Linked DNA regions of Ovis aries: region 2 is linked to region 1. Evidence: chromatin contacts called from public Hi-C data. All regions are on one chromosome and are shown on one strand. Each heading gives the region's core, a stretch centred on a gene start, on an enhancer-like site or on the middle of the called end of the contact. The rest is flanking DNA. Distances are from core to core; before and after follow the strand shown.

Region 1 (7,692 bases), core at 1,407-3,906:
CATCTCTCCCCATAAATCCTACATCTTAGACGACATCTCATTCTGATTTCCTCTGGCCCCATTTTTCCATACTTGTGTGTCTCTCACTTGACAGACTTACTACTCATGTTGCTTTGCCAAACACAGCGAGTTCAACAAAAGGACCCTAGATTACACTGGATGTTCAAGTCACCCCAGATCAGAGCAAATCAGTGCATACCAAGAGGAGTTTCAATACCACCCATTTATACCACTTCTCTGTAATCAAGAGCCTTTTTGTAGGTAATAATCAAAAAGATATGGGAAAGAGTAGATTTACAGCTTTATTTTCCAAAGCCTTTTTCAGAATTTGATTGTGATGTGCATTAAAACAAATATACCCGTGTATTAGATTTTTTTCTTGTTTGGTAGAGGGTTAGGGTACTACCCCTTATGGACTGTTTGCTGTCACGATGAAAGAAGCTGCGTTTAGCAGTCAGCCTTGCTCTGTTTGCTCCAGTTGGACTGTTGTGTGACTGTTACTCGTTGGCTGCAAATTAACTTTTTAAACAGTTTTCCTGAGAGGCTGCTCCTTATGTAAAGCAAATCTTACTCGATGTCCATCAGCACACAGAGCTATGTGTCTGCAAGTGTATGTGTGTGTGTAAATGTAAATGTAGTTTAGCATGAGTGATAGGTCCCAAGATGCAGCCTGGGCGAGCTTCCCCCAGAGGCCTCTAGGGCAGTACCAGCATAAACACAGCCAGACGGGTTCTTTCTCTTGGCATCAGACAGACACGAGGATAAGGTTTCTCTGTGCTTGGCCCCGAGCTGGCCCCTAGGGAGGCAAAGATAAATGGCACATCTGGGCACATGGTTCTTTGTTGATTTATGAGATTGTAGAATTACCCCCCCCCCCCAACCCCACTCCCTTTTTTTTTTTGCTATTCCTCTTCCTATTTTGACTGTTGGAATATTTCCTTTCACTGGCCTATTATTGATGCTTTTAAATTAACCTCTAACACAGTTACCATATAATTAAATCATCAAATGTTAAAAATTCTACAGATGTTTTCATTATAGTAAAGTATGTGTAATAGTCAAAATATTCTTGTTATGGTTTCTTTTTGTGTGCATGGTAATTTTTCTTTGTTTTTCTATATTTTGTGCTCAAGACATTAAAAGTCAGAGCTCTTTTAAGTTGAAACATTCTTAACGGCCTCGAATCAATCAAACCTCTCTAGCAGTATGATGTTACAGGCTATTGCTTCTAAAATTATGTGAAGGAATAAATCAGTGAGCCTGACAGTTATTATAACCATAAAGGTTATAAGTAAAAATTATAATGCTGCAGTATGAAACCCCATCCATGTTCCTGCGTGGTGGCCTGTGAGCATGTCCCTATTCTTGGTGTAAATACTTCACTTTATATACAGTCTGTTGCTGCTGTTGTTCAGTTGCTAAGTCGTGTCCGACCCTCGTAATGATCTTGTGTGTGTGGACTGCACTTACAGATATATGGGAAAATAATATAAGCCTTGCATTGTTTTGATTTTTTATATATTAGTAAAGAAGACAGGTAAAAACATTTGATTTACAACCTTGTCTCTTCCCCCCCGCCCCGCCCTCATCTTCAGAGAGGATGCAGGCTTAGAGAAAATGCTTCCTTCCTACGCAACACTGATCTCAGTGCTTGCCAGGCCAAAATCCCTGATAGCGCAAACCGCGTGCCCCGCGCGGCACCGCTCCCCGTGATCCGTGACTAATCCTGCAGGCACTGCGGAGAAAGGTCCGGACTCGGAACTGCGGACGGCCTGCCTGGAAAGGGTGACGTCACCTCTGTCTGCGCGTGCGCGCGGCCGCTGATGCAGAGACGTATCACCCGGCTCTTTGTGCTCTGGGGTGCGTGCGCGCGCGGCGCTCCCCTAAATAAAGTGATGAGTAACATTCGGTAATCACCACCAAGACTCCGTACTAATAGGAACCCTCCAGCTTACTGCTGCACGTTGCTTTTCTTTGTTCTTTCAAGATGCTGCTTTACTTATTAACTTTTTTTTTTTTTGCCGCTACAAGCTGTGTTTTTATAAGGATGGGGATCTTTGCAGTCCTCCCCCACTTTCAGGTTTCCCGCTTAGTAAATACTAAAGTAGAACAGCTGACAGGCAAATGCGACCTCTGAAAACGGATGAGCAGGGCAGTTTGCCTTGTCATTTAGGGACAAATCCCAGTGAAGGTGAACTGGGCTGTTCAGAACAAGGTGCCAGTTCATTGGTTACAGCTCAAATGGGGAAGAAATGACGGTATTTTTTTTCCTAACACTGTTTTTACTTTAAAAAAAGATTGACTCAAGTAGTTGGAGGATTAGGTATAATTTCAAATGACTAGTATATGTCAGTAGTCCCAGAAGAAATATGGAGGGAAAATACTAACCTGTGTTTTGGTTTAGACTTTTAAAAATTTGATTCATTTTTAAAACTCATTTGATTTGCTTCATCTTAATTCTTTTTAAAACAGCTACATAAATTTTGTTGGGATGATGTGCGGCATAAAAGCTTTTTGCTCATTGTAAAAATATTTCTGTGGTGCTTTCTTTTTAAATTGAAAAAACAACAACACGCTGGGGGGTGGGGGCAGTGGGTAGCTCTTCCTTTTCTGTTTGTTGTTTTTTAAAAAAATCTGATACCAAGGAAGTGACCAAGCCTGTGAGCATTCTGGTCAGCAGTGACTCGCTTCAGAAGGTATTTGTTCACAGTAACAATGCAGTACCTCCTTGTAGAGTGGAGGGGTAAAAAATAAGTTGATTCAGACCACTGGTACAACTAAAAGGTTTTCCATTGCTGAATAACTTGTGGAATGTTTACTCTTAGGACCCAGAGGTTAATTTTCCTTGTTAGAAGTGTAAGTCATACTATAGGCCATCTGAACAATACTGAGCTTAATAGTTTACAAACCTGGAACGGAAAGTGGTAAGGAACACTGGGGTGCCTCTGTGGGGGTTTCAGGGGCAAGAAGCTGGAGAAGTATTGTTGTTCTGTTAGTTCATTGTCTGCTCATTCGTTCGTGCAGTCAGCCCATGTTCATTGACCATCCTGTGCCTGACATCTGGGAAACAGCAGTGAAAGAAACAGACGGGTCCTCTGGCTTGCGGGTGGATTTAGAGGAAGAGGGGAAAAGCAGTCCTCCTGATGGGCAACATAATGCGAGTCACTTTAGGGAATGTGGATAATTTGGGAGCGGGGGTTGAGGGGGGATTGAAATAGATCACAAATCAACAGACTACTGAGCCAAATAGCAATCTGAAAGGTGATAGCAGAATCAATTTTGGCAAGTCACATCATGCTGAACCTGGAGGGCGGGGTTTGAGATATTTTTAAATGAAAATGTTAAAATTTCTGAATATTCAAATATGATTGCTTGAGGGAAAAGGTGTTATTTGTGTTGACTGAAACCAAAGGAACGAGGAAAGAAGGTCATCAACCGCTAACGGCACATTTATGTTCACGATGAAATCAGATTTGTAGGCGCCCCCCCGCCCCCAATAGCATTCAAGAAACATCAAGATCGAGAGTAATACGTTTATCATATGAACATTATCATAGAACGTTTATCATATGAATGTTCTGGTCAAATTTCTCTCACATTTGGTTTAAGAGAACAGTTGTTGCCTGCCTTTTAGGCCTCCCCTGGGACATCCCCTTTGCACCAAGAAGGAGCTTGGTGAGCTTTGGCTGACTGCATCTTCACTGTGCCCTGAAGCTAGCATTTCATTAAAATTCACATGGGCTTCTCTGTCTCAGCAAAATGTACTTTAAATTGTAACAAGTGTCCAGTCTCCACACACTTCAGTATCAGTTCAGTTCAGTCGCTCAGTCGTGTCGGACGCTTTGCGACCCCATGAATCGCAGCACGCCAGGCCTCCCTGTCCATCACCAACTCCCAGAGTTTACCCAAATTCATGTGCATCAAGTCAGTGATGCCATCCAGCCTTCCCATCCTCTTTCGTCCCCTCTTCTCCTGCCCCCAATCCCGCCCAGCATCAGGGTCTTTTCCAATGAGTCAACTCTTCGCATGAGGTGACCAAAAGTTTTGGATTTTCAGCCTCAGCATCAGTCCTTCCAGTGAACACCCAGGACTGGTCTCCTTTAGGATGGACTGGTTGGATCTGCTTGCAGTCCAAGGGACTCGCAAGAGTCTTCTCTAGCACCGCCTGTGTAATTGGAAAAGTATGTAATTTACGAAATGGTCCAACAACTACACGTCCTCTGACTTTGGCCATTTACCTCTGTTTATTATCCCCATTCATGTTGCTTTTCTCTCTCTCTCTCTCTCTCTCTCTCTTTTTTTTTTTTTTTGCCCTTTCTTTCCTTAGTTTAGTCTCTCAGTCGTGTCCGACTCTTTGTGACCCCATGGACTGCAGCATTCCAGTCCATCATCAACTCCCAGAGCTTATTCAAACTCATGTCCATCGAATTGGTGATGCCATCCAACCACCTCATCCTCTGTCATCCCCTTCTCCTCCCACCTTCAATCTTTCCCAGCATCAGGGTCTTTTCCAATGAGTCAGCTCTTCGCCTGAGGTGGCCAGAGGATTGGAATTTCAGCTTCATTATCAGTCCTTCCAGTGAATATTCAGGACTGATATCCTGAAATTCTCTCTGTGAAGTTTGGTGGCCCTTGGAAGTAAAGTGCTGAGTTACGTGGTCTGTGGCACTGGTATGGTCTGGGGTCTCGCAGTTGTCACTCTAAGATGGCATTCACCTGTCCTTTCCCCAGAACGCTGAGAGTGTGGAAGGACAGACGTGTGCTTCCAGCATGGTTGCTGGGTGTATCCTTTGTCCCACAAGCTTAAGAGCCACAGCTTGGTCCTTTTATGCATCAGGAAGCCAGGCAGTAGGAGTTATCCTATCTGTAGTGTAGTCTGGAATCACTGGAATAACCCAGAAGGCATTTATTTGTAAGTTTTTTGTAGTCATGCACTCCATTTTCATAAATAGCTCTTCAGGGCCTGGAACTGAATCTGCCTTTTGATCTGAGGATGCTTCATGGCTGAGTTCTTCCTGCTTTTCATTGAAAGTTACATGATATATTTAATCTGGCTTCAGTGTGTGTACAGGCTGCCTCCGTCTTTTGCCTGTTTTTAAAAATGGAAACCGGGTTAAACATGATGCTTAGGTGACCGCCTAATAATAGCCACAAACTCGGTGTCTTTGTGTGGTTAGTTTTATGGTTCTCTTTTTTGTTTTGTTTCGTTTTTCTCTTTTCTGTTTTAGATGTTTTCATTGTCAATTTTAATAACAGTAACATTTCTTCTTCTGTGGCATATTCAACAAAAATATTGCAGTGAAACTATTTAGAATTTACATTCTAGTCTATGTTGGGACATGTACAGATGTCATGATAAAAGTTAAATGCATTTCCACACCAGTTTAGCCCTTGACTCACGTGTCTTTCTTCTTCTGGAAAAACGGTGAATCTTACTTAATCTAGGGAGGCGATTCAGGAACTGGTTGGCTAGAGTAGCTACTCTGAAGACACTGAGGACCCACAGGAGTCAGTCTGTGGCTTACAGTGGGGCATGGCAGGTGAAGGCTGTCTCGTTTCCTCCACTTCGTTTTCCTATCAGTACGATCGTCTTCCTGTGGGGCGGTCAGGAACATGCCAGTTCTAATTAGCATCATTCTTGCCATCAAGGTCGTTAATAAATAGTGTAGCCCAGAGTTGGCGGGAATTGTCAAGGATGCCGGCCTCTCCTGGGGTCCCTGCCCAGGAATCGGGACCTTCCTCTTGCTGAGGGTTGTGTGATAGGCAGTGCCTGCTGCTGTGGTGTGGAGTCCAGGACAGCCGTGGAGGTGGCATCTCCCTGAAGGCTCCGCCCTGCCCTGGCCGGGGCGCCTGCGGGCACAGGCTGTTGAGGGAACGGCCGGAAGCAGCGTTTTCTTATCTGGTGGCGGTGGAAGGGGATCCTCTTTTCAAATCCCCGTGGGTGAGGATCCGCAGCTACGGCTTGCTCCCTCTGAGCATCCTGTCATCTGATCTGCTCCTCCTTGCCACGTGGGTGCCACGTGCAGCTTACAGAACTTTCCATCCCACACCCTGCCCTCCAGGTACTTATGAGCTCGTCTCCAAGAAGGCTGCCGTGGTGCCCGATTCCTCTTTGTATTTGCCTCCCCCGCTGCCATCCATGTTCATATCAGCTGCAACTGGGATGTCCTCAGTCTTTGTGGACACACAGTGAACCACCCAATGACGGGCAATGAACTTCTGAGACGACATTGCGTCCATTCAAGGGTTTTTGAAGGAAGCTTAAGGATGAAATTGCAGACCGCTTGGCTCCTGTCTTGCCTTTTATAAATAGCCCCTGTTTTAAAAGCTTGGTGGGTTGCCAGCGCAAGGCGGAGTATACTGGAAAGCAAAAGAGGCTGGCGATGTGGAGGCCTGGGTTCTGTGTCGAGAGAGCCCTTTCTCAGCCAGCTGGGTAGTGTGCTAAGCCCTTGGACATTTCAACTTCCATGATTTTGTTGCTGTTGAGTTGCTGAGTTGGGTCGGACTCTTTGCGACTAGTTGCATCCTGTTAAACTGGGTTCTTCCTACATGGGTATTCTGTGGACAGGGTTGTTACTGATCTATGCAATCTTTGCTTCTGGGAATGATATGTTGTAGAGACTAGATCCTGTTCTCCCAAAGGGGCCGGTGTGGTTGCTGTTTGTATGCTTGTTTCAGTAGGCTGGACTCCAGCCTCGAGTCAGGTCCTGGTCCTTATCCTGAGCTGGGAGCCGAGGCTGCAGGGAGCTTGCCCTAAACCTGCAGACTCAGAGGTTTGGGCCAAGTTTATCCACACACTTTGAGGCTCCCCTTCTGCTGCTCACGGTTTCGCCCTCTTGGTTGGAGCTCCCGAGGTCGCCCTGAGCTGTGTCCTGACTTGTTTCAGCAGCTCCAAGTGGCTTAGGCCGGGCCCTGCCCTGAAGTCCTTACAAAGGGACTTCCTCTTTCCTGCTTTTGATCCCTCTCCTGTCTGTGCCTTGAGACAGGCGATTTTTACAGGTTTCAGCCCTGTGGCAGGGCTGGTCTGTAGGAACCCCTCAGGCACATGAGACATGGAAACTCTGATCACTTACCGAGAGCGTTTTTTCTCTCTCGGCCTTCAGGTCTGTGCCTTCCATTGGCTATTACCAGCTCACAGTGTGGATCCATTCCTTGTACAGTTTTGACAAAAACAGACAGGAAGATAGGGTTGGGGCAGTAGTCTTTAATTTTTTTCAAGAGATTCCTCTGCCATGAATGACAATTACTGGGTTAAAAAAAATTTTTTTTTAGATGTAAGTTTATTTATCTTTAACCGTAGGATAGTTGCTCCTCAGTATTATGGTGGTCTCTGCCGTAAGTCAGCCAACGTGAATCGGCATTAGGTGTATGTCCTCTCCCTCTTGAACCTCCCACAGTCACTGCTTTGATGAGAATAGCCAATATCTTGAACCCAGACGACCCCTGTAGAGACCTCCAAGAGTAAAATCCCGAGACATTATTACACGTGTGAACATCTTGACCCCAAACTCCCGTGTGGGCAGCCACCCTGGCGAGTTTCGGCCAGGCATGTTGGGGCTGCCAGGCTTCCCTTGGCTTAGATGGACATTGGCTTGTCCTAAACTGTGCTTCCTGGCCAGAGTATTTCCACTTGGCCTTCGCCGACGTTGGGGGCGTGGGGAGAGTTGGTTTGATGTGAGAAGAGGGGCCTGG
Region 2 (7,692 bases), core at 3,040-5,539, 240 kb before region 1:
ATGTCTACCCCACAAAGCTGCTCCTCCTCCGTCCTATCTCAGAGGGGACGCCTCTTTCACCCCAAATCATGGGTATCCTCCTTGGTTCCCCTGCTCCCTTGGCCCCCATATGCAGTGAGACACCAGGTCTACTCCCTGACTATTCCCACTCCTCGGACCACACAGCTAAACCTGCTCTTTTCCTGATCTGGCCCCTCCCGACTCCTTTGGCCACCATCTCCAGAGAGTCCTCAGTGGAACCCAAACTAGATTCTGTGTCCCTTTTGTGCTCTCACAGGGCTCAACTCCTACTGCAGGAGGGCCAGCACTACTGAAATCACCCCTTGGTCTTATCTGTCCATCCATGACTGGCTATTTCTACATGACCCTGCCTGGCATATGATGCATGCGTGCGAGCCAAGTCACATCAGTCGTGTCTGACGCTGCGACCCCATGGACCCGCCAGGCTCCCCTGTCCATGCATTCTCCAAGTACGAATACTGGAGTAGTTTGCCATTTCTTTCTCCACGGGATCTTCCTGACCCAAGGATCGAACCTGAGCCTCTTACGTCTCTGGCATTGGCACGCAGGTTCTTTACCACTAGCACCACCTGGGAATCCCTAATAAATGTTTGATGAATTAAAGAATGAGTGAATGAATTAATGAAAAGAATCAAACAGTACAGGCTGTCGGGGGAAATCGTGAGCCTTGTTGCTAATCATGGGTACCAGAAAAAAAATAAAAGATAGATTAAAATTTTGCTTTGGTGGCTTCCAAGTGATACTAATTACAGTTATTTATGTGAAATCTTACTTTTTATGCCTAATTACCATGCAGCAAGAGCAAGGATTATGTATATCATTAGACATGTCAGATCAACTTGGTTGGGTTTTATTTCATTATAATAGTGAATTATGCACAAATGCTTAGACTCCACAAATTATTGTGAATGTAGCTGGTTGCCTGTTTCCACCCGTAATAAAGTTTCTTTCCTCTATTGCTCACTCCATAGTATCTGCAACTTCGGGGCACCATGAAAATAAATGATGAGAAGAGAAATGGGTGATGACTTTTGACCACGCAGAATACACAGCAATTATGAGTTGGCTGTGATGCTGATGGTGTTGCTATGCGACTCATCTTTATAATGCGCTTGACAGCCACAAAGGGTTTCACCAGCACCATTTTATTTAATTGTCTCTTCAACTCTGTAAATAATTAAAATTCTCAAAGTTTTAGTGATTTGTTCTAATAAGTGTCAGTGTCAGGAAAACAGCCCACGTTAAGACAAGTTTGGAAAGAATGGGGCTCAAAGATAGCTACATTTTAAATTATATTTACCAAGGTTTATATTAAGCATTTTCATACACATCTATCAACAACACCAAAGTGATTTCGGTATTATTATCACCTTTTTACAGATAAGGCCATGGAGGGTTAGAATGGTTGAGTAACTTGCTCAAAGTCTTAAGGATGGTAAACAATGATTTTTGAAGCCAGGCTTTTATCCACTCTGAGGGTCCACGTTTTATCAGGAAAGTAGTAGGTCGGTGGGTAAAGAATCTCCCTGCAGTGCGGAGACACAGGAGACGCAGATTTGATCCTTGGGTCAGAAAGGTCCCCTGGAGAAGGAAATGGCAACCAAATCCAGTATTCTTGCCTGGGAAATCCCATGAACAGAGGGACCTGGTGGGCTATTATAGTTCATGGGATCGCAGAATCAGACATGACTGAGTGGCTGGGCACACACACACACGATGGTCCATGTTTTATCAGGAAAGTAGTAATAAGAACATCTTTTTAGTCAGGAGGCGCTGGGCTGTATCTGCACAACAGCTCAAAGGATATGGCTCCGGATATTATCTATAGCCCTCGAGGAGACACTACAGATCCTTGACTCTGCTTAATGGCTAAACTATTATTATTTGGTCTTGCATGTGTCAGCTGCTCAGTCGTGTCTGACTCTCTGGGACCCCATGGACTATAGCCTACCAAGCTCCTCTGTCCATGGAGCTCTCCAGGCAAGAGTACTGGAGCAGGTTGCCATTCTCTTCTCCAGGAGATCTTCCCCACCCAGGGACTGAACCCAGGTCTCCTGCATTGGCAGGCAAGCAGATTCTTTACCATCTGAGGCACCAGGGAAGCCCCATTATTTGGTCCTGTTTGACTGTTTTCCTTTGCTTCTGCATTCTCTTGTTCTTTTTTCCTAATTAAATTTATTATTTGGCTAAAGTGTTTCTACAGGTTAGAAGCAGACAGAGGACACTGTGTGTGTGTGTGTGTGTGCGTGTGTGTGTGTGTGTGTGTGTGCACGCGCACAGTGGGGCTGGTCTGTCCCAGGAAGGCCCCAAAGGATCCTGCTGGGTTTTAAAAGCTTGAGAGAAAGGAATTGGAAAAGGTTTTCAACAGCTGCTATGCAGGTCACCCAAGGAGCTAATCCAGGTAAAGCCTAAGAATGTTTAAGCATTCCTGAAAGCCTGGCTGAAAAGTCTCTCTCATGTCATACAGTGCATTAAAGAAAGCCACAAATTCTCGGGGCGTCCTCCTACTAAGAGGTGGGAACTATTGCCACTTCTCTTGAATCCGGCTGGCCTGTGATCCGGGTTCAGGCACTAGGAGAGCTAAGTGATGCTTCCTGATTTCCCAGCATAGGCTGTGGGAAGCTTGGCGTGTGAGCTTGGTCTCTGGGTGCCCCGAGACGCCCTGCTGGGGGATCTAGTGCTGGCACCCCAGTTGACTGGCCCAGCAGGGTCCAGTCTTCCAGGCACCCCCACTGAGGTGCCGGACTCGTAAGTGAAGCTGTCTTGAACCCCTGAAGCCCATGTGCTAGCGGAACACCCCCGAGCAGCCTCGAGGAATGCCACTCGGAACAGAATAATTGCACAGCTGAGCGCTGCCCAAATTCCTCACCCACAAATCATTTTAAAACAGCAAGTTTGGGGACAGTTTGATACGCAGCAAAAGATAACCAGAGTATGCCTCAAGTTCATTTTGTCGCTTCCTCTCTTCATGAGCCTGTGAAGTTGCCTCAGTCTTGTCTGACTTTTTGCTACCCTATGGACTGTAGCCCGCCAGGCTCCTCTGTCCGTGGGATTCTCCAGGCAAGAATACTGGAGTGGGTTATCATGCCCTCCTCCAGGGGATCTTCCCGACCCAAGAATCGAAACCCTCATCTCACAGGTCTCCTGCATTGGCAGGCTGGTTCTTTATCACTAGCGCCACCTGGGAAGCCCAAGCGAATAAACAGCCAAGGACCAGGCTAAGAAATATTCATAGTGAAACAAACCAGCCCTCCAGTCTTTCCTTCAGCAGTTCATACACACACACACACACACACACACACACACACACACACACACACACAGAAGATCTTGGCAAATTTGTGTTTCAGACAAATAGCCTTTCAACAGATTGATTTGAAATGTCACCCATTAAAATAATTTTTCCTTTGGAAGTTATCAAACACTGTTAAAAAGAAGCTGCCTGTGAAAGCACAGCTGGGACGTTCTTTTCATAATTTCACCGTTTCCATTTCTGACACCCAGCAGCTTTGTGAGGGTTCAACTCCAGTTTGAAAAAAGAAACAAGAGATAACATCTGCTTTCTCCTGTCTTTACACACATTTAATCACACCCAGAGACGCAAGGTCTTTTCTCACGTTATTCCAATTCACCTTCTGCTATTAACTAAGATGCATGTGGCCCCTTCTAAAGATACATCACACGATGCAGGGCGAGGAATGCAGAAGAGCCGAGTGGACGGGATGGGGTGGAGAATGACTCAGTGGACACGACAGCTACCCACACGGAGCAATGAGCCCAGCACAAAGGCTGCAGCTGTTCAGAGAGTCATCCGCAGTATTTCTGACACGGCAGATCCTCCCGGTGATGTCAGACGTCTTTCTTAAACAAAAGTGAAATGTGAGAAGGTGAAAAATTACAGCACTGCGGGAGAATATTTCGCCTTGTTCCAAGAACCGTATTCTTAAATGCCTATGTTTTTCCACAGTCTGGATCTCCCCCAGTTCGGTGAAAGTCATGAAGTTTCTTTCCAAGAAAACCTACCCATTGGCTCCCTGCGTTCTTGGTTATCTCAGCCCCCACCCCGCCACCCCCTGTGATGCAAGTCACTGAGCAGGGAAAATGATTCACAGGGCTCTGAAGCAAACCGAATTCATTGAATTAGACGTTGGAAAAGCGCCGAAGTGAGTCACCATCTCATCCCTTGCTCTGAGGGGGGCAGCACCACGCCTAGACCACTCCAGCCAGGAGAGAAGGAGCTGTGTTTTCAATAAACTGGTTGGAGAAGGATCATTTCCAACCATAATAAGGCGCGTTCCTGTGTATACTCATGTTCCAACCACAACAAGGCACTGCAAAGTTGAACCCAAAGCAGAAACGAAAGAATCAGGCAAAGCAGGGAGCCTGGTTCAGATTACGCTTTTGTGCAAATGAGAAAAAGTAGTCCCTGGGGGCCAAGGACTTCGATAAAGCCCACCCCTCCCCCCGCCCCCGCGCACCGCGCCTCCCCCCGCCCCCACCTCTCATCCCCTTTGGGGCAGAAACTGCCAGAACTGGGGAGAATGGATTCACCCCACCCTCCACACCCAACTGCCCAGCCTCGCTCTGAGCAGAGAGGAGTCCCAGGACCATGGGCAGTGAGTGACCTGGGAAGTACATTCAACCTTTTATACCTCCCACTTACCCTTTGCCTGGTTAAAATCTATCTCTTCCTACTTTGATCCCCATGGTTCCTGTTGCTAACACTTGGTAACACTTTTTTTTTTTTTTAATCTGACACCTAATAAATCCGAGGGCTGACAGGTAATGTATCTTCATCTCCCTGGGTACCCTGCCCTAAAGGAATGAATGACTCTGGGAAAGAATGAACCCAGCCCTCCAACACTCGCATCTCATTTTTTCCTCGCTCTAACCGAAGAGTATGACCTCACCTCCCCTGAGGGAAAACGACCAGCCAGTCCACAGTTTGTCCTCCGGAGGAATTCCAGGTTGGCAAGGGAAATTCTTGAACACAGGGATCCTTGTGGCCATGGGACCTGAGCCCATTTTCCCTCCATGCGCCTCCTGTTTGGGCGTCATTTCAGGACCAGCTTCCTCACCAAACAGCATGTTAGCCAGTGAGACGAGGGGAGCATCTTTTCTAAGCCCTTAGAACTCTCTTAGAAGGCAAGGGCTGCCTTCCCAGTGCCACTGGTCACAGCCACCCTTCTTCTTGGGGACCATAGTGGAATCAGAGCACATCCCCCAAAAACACTGACCTGGGACCACCGATCCACCACTACCCAGAGCTTCTTGACCACTCCCCAGCCTGGTGTTATCAGCATCCTAAAAGGCCACCAAGACAGCTGCCAAAGGAACCCCTCATTTTGCGAAGAGGGTCACCTGTCACAGCCAGAGGTCAGAAACAGAATGTCTAAGGGCCAGGCCAACCATCTGCAAGGTATCTGTCATAGTTGCTGTTTGTTGTTGACATTTAATTGCACAATGCTATTTACATGAAAGATCCAGAATAGGTAAATCCATAGAAATGGAACTCAGATTGGCGGTTACCGGGAGCTGGAGGTGGGGGGAGACAAGGACTGACTCCCCAATGGGTATGGGATTTCATTTCCAGGAGATGAACATTGGGAACTAGAAAGAGGTGGTGGTTACACAATATTGTAAAGGAACTAAAGGCCACTGAATTGTTCACTTCCACGTGTTTAACTTGTGCTATGTTGATTTCACCTGAATTTTTTTTTTTTTGACTGCTCCAGGTCTTAATTGCAGCACGTGGGATCTTTAGTTGCAACGTGTGGGCTCTAGTTCTCTGACCAGGTATTGAACCCAGGCCCCCTGCCTTGGGAGCATACACTCTTAGCCACTGGACTATCAGGTAAGTCTCCACACCTGAAATTTTTTTTAGTAAATACCCCCCACAAAAGAGAGAGAGTTCTGTTAAGAAAGAAACCACTTCATTTAAGAAACCAGAAGATCTGGCACCGCTAACCGCATCCCCTCGTGGCCCCAATCAGCGGATGCAGGGCAGCAGTTCCAGGATGGGGGAAGGGGCCCCTGCCCTTCACGTGGTCCTTCACCCTCATCTGAGTGTGTGACCCCGCCCCTTCCTGCAACGAAGCTACTGATTTTCTGCAGGGAGTAAACAGAGTCCCCACGAGCTGCCATCTTCAGATGAGTGTAAGGTGAGATCAGAAGCCAAGATCTGAGAACACAGCCGGGAGAAAAACAGGGAGAGGCCAGGAGGTGGTGATCAGAGAAACAGACACAAGGACAAGCGAGGACCAGTGTGTTGCTGATCATTCTGCCCGGAGCAGCATCTCCTCCACCCTCCCAGCCTCTCCATCCCTTTACCCTGCTCTATTTTCCTCTGATGCTGAAGCTGAAGCTCCAATACTTTGGCCACCTAATCCAAAGAACTGACTCATTGGAAAAGATCCTGATGCTGGGAACGATTGAAGGCGGGAGGAGAAGGGGACAACAGAGGATGAGATGGTTGGATGGCATCACCGACTCGATGGGCATGAGTTTGAGCAAACTCCAGGAGTTGGTGATGGACAGGGAGGCCTGGCATGCTGCCATCCATGGGGTCACAAAGAGTCGGACACAACTGAGTGATTGAACTGAACTGAACAGATTTTCCTCCCTAGCTCTCACTACTACCTGACTGGATATTCGTTTCCTAAGGCTGTCGTAACATGCACCCACAAGTTGGCTGGCTTAAAGGGCACAGGTTTTTATGCTCTCACAATTCTGGTGGCCAAAAGTCCTAAATCAAGATGTTGGCAGGGCTGCACTCCTTCCAAAGTCTCTAGGGGAGAATCCTTCCTGCCTCTTCCAGCTTCTGGTGGGTCCAGGTATGTTCCCTGACTTGCAGCAGCATCACTCCTGTCTCTGCCTCTATGTTCACATTGCTTCCTTCCACCTGTTTCTTCTTCTCCAAACTCCTTTCCCTAATGAAGACATTGGTCATTGGATTTAGCTTGCGTGCCTGTGTGCTCAGTCATGTCCAACTCTTTGCGACCCCAGGCACTGTAGCTCATCAGGCTCCCCTGTCCATGGATTTCCCTAGAGCAGGTTGCCATTTCCTCCTCCAGGGGAACTTCCTGACCCAGGGATCAAACCCGTGTCTCTTGCGTCTCCTGCACTGGCAGGCAGGTTGTTACCTCTGTGCCACCTAGGAAGCCCTTGTTGGATTTAGTGATGGATGATGTCATCTTGAGATCCTTCACTTAATTAAAACTGTAAAGACCTTATTTCCAAGTAAGGTCTCATTCACAGGCCCCAGGGGTTAGGATTTGGACATAATTATTTTTCAGTGAGGGCCACAATTCAACCCATGAGACTATACACTTTTTGTTTACTGTGTGACTCATCTTGTGAAGTCTCATGAGAGTGAGGACTCTGCCCGCATGTTTCCGAGTCAGATCCTCAAAGCCTAGAACAATGTCTGGCACACACCTCCTCAATAAATATTCACAGAATCAGTGAAGGAGGCACCTTGTGCATGGCATGATGTTGGCTCAAGCCAAGTCAGCCAATAGGAAGGTACATGATAGCAACTTGGCATGTGAAAGTCAACTATGAATATCAGGTAGATTTCAGAGATGAAGGTCTCCATAGAGGAGCCATTGGGGAAAATGAAGAGAGCTCCAGTCCAACTAAGAGGTTTGTCATTGAGACCACAAGCCTGTG

The links. Hi-C and Micro-C count contacts between places; a contact is called where the count stands out from the background.
Region 2: a Hi-C map of skin fibroblasts shows a contact between it and region 1, with 2.0 times the contacts expected there. The contact joins two enhancer-like sites. A contact is called at or near these places in 3 of 16 Hi-C or Micro-C datasets (muscle, skin fibroblasts and tail adipose tissue).

What each region holds. Positions count from the first base shown.
Region 1 is chr16:59,035,600-59,043,291 of ARS-UI_Ramb_v3.0, reverse strand. All of the region lies in intron 1 of TRIO (trio Rho guanine nucleotide exchange factor), which reads left to right. Among named protein-coding and RNA genes, the nearest start is that of TRIO, 120 kb to the left of the region's middle. Within about 2 kb of position 2,656, at least 35 of the 54 cell types and tissues checked have an H3K27ac peak or open chromatin away from gene starts, as enhancers often do. A contact at or near this core is called in tail adipose tissue, where this site is marked.
Region 2 is chr16:59,276,643-59,284,334 of ARS-UI_Ramb_v3.0, reverse strand. No RefSeq gene overlaps it. Among named protein-coding and RNA genes, the nearest start is that of DNAH5, 32 kb to the left of the region's middle. Within about 2 kb of position 4,289, at least 10 of the 54 cell types and tissues checked have an H3K27ac peak or open chromatin away from gene starts, as enhancers often do. A contact at or near this core is called in tail adipose tissue, where this site is marked.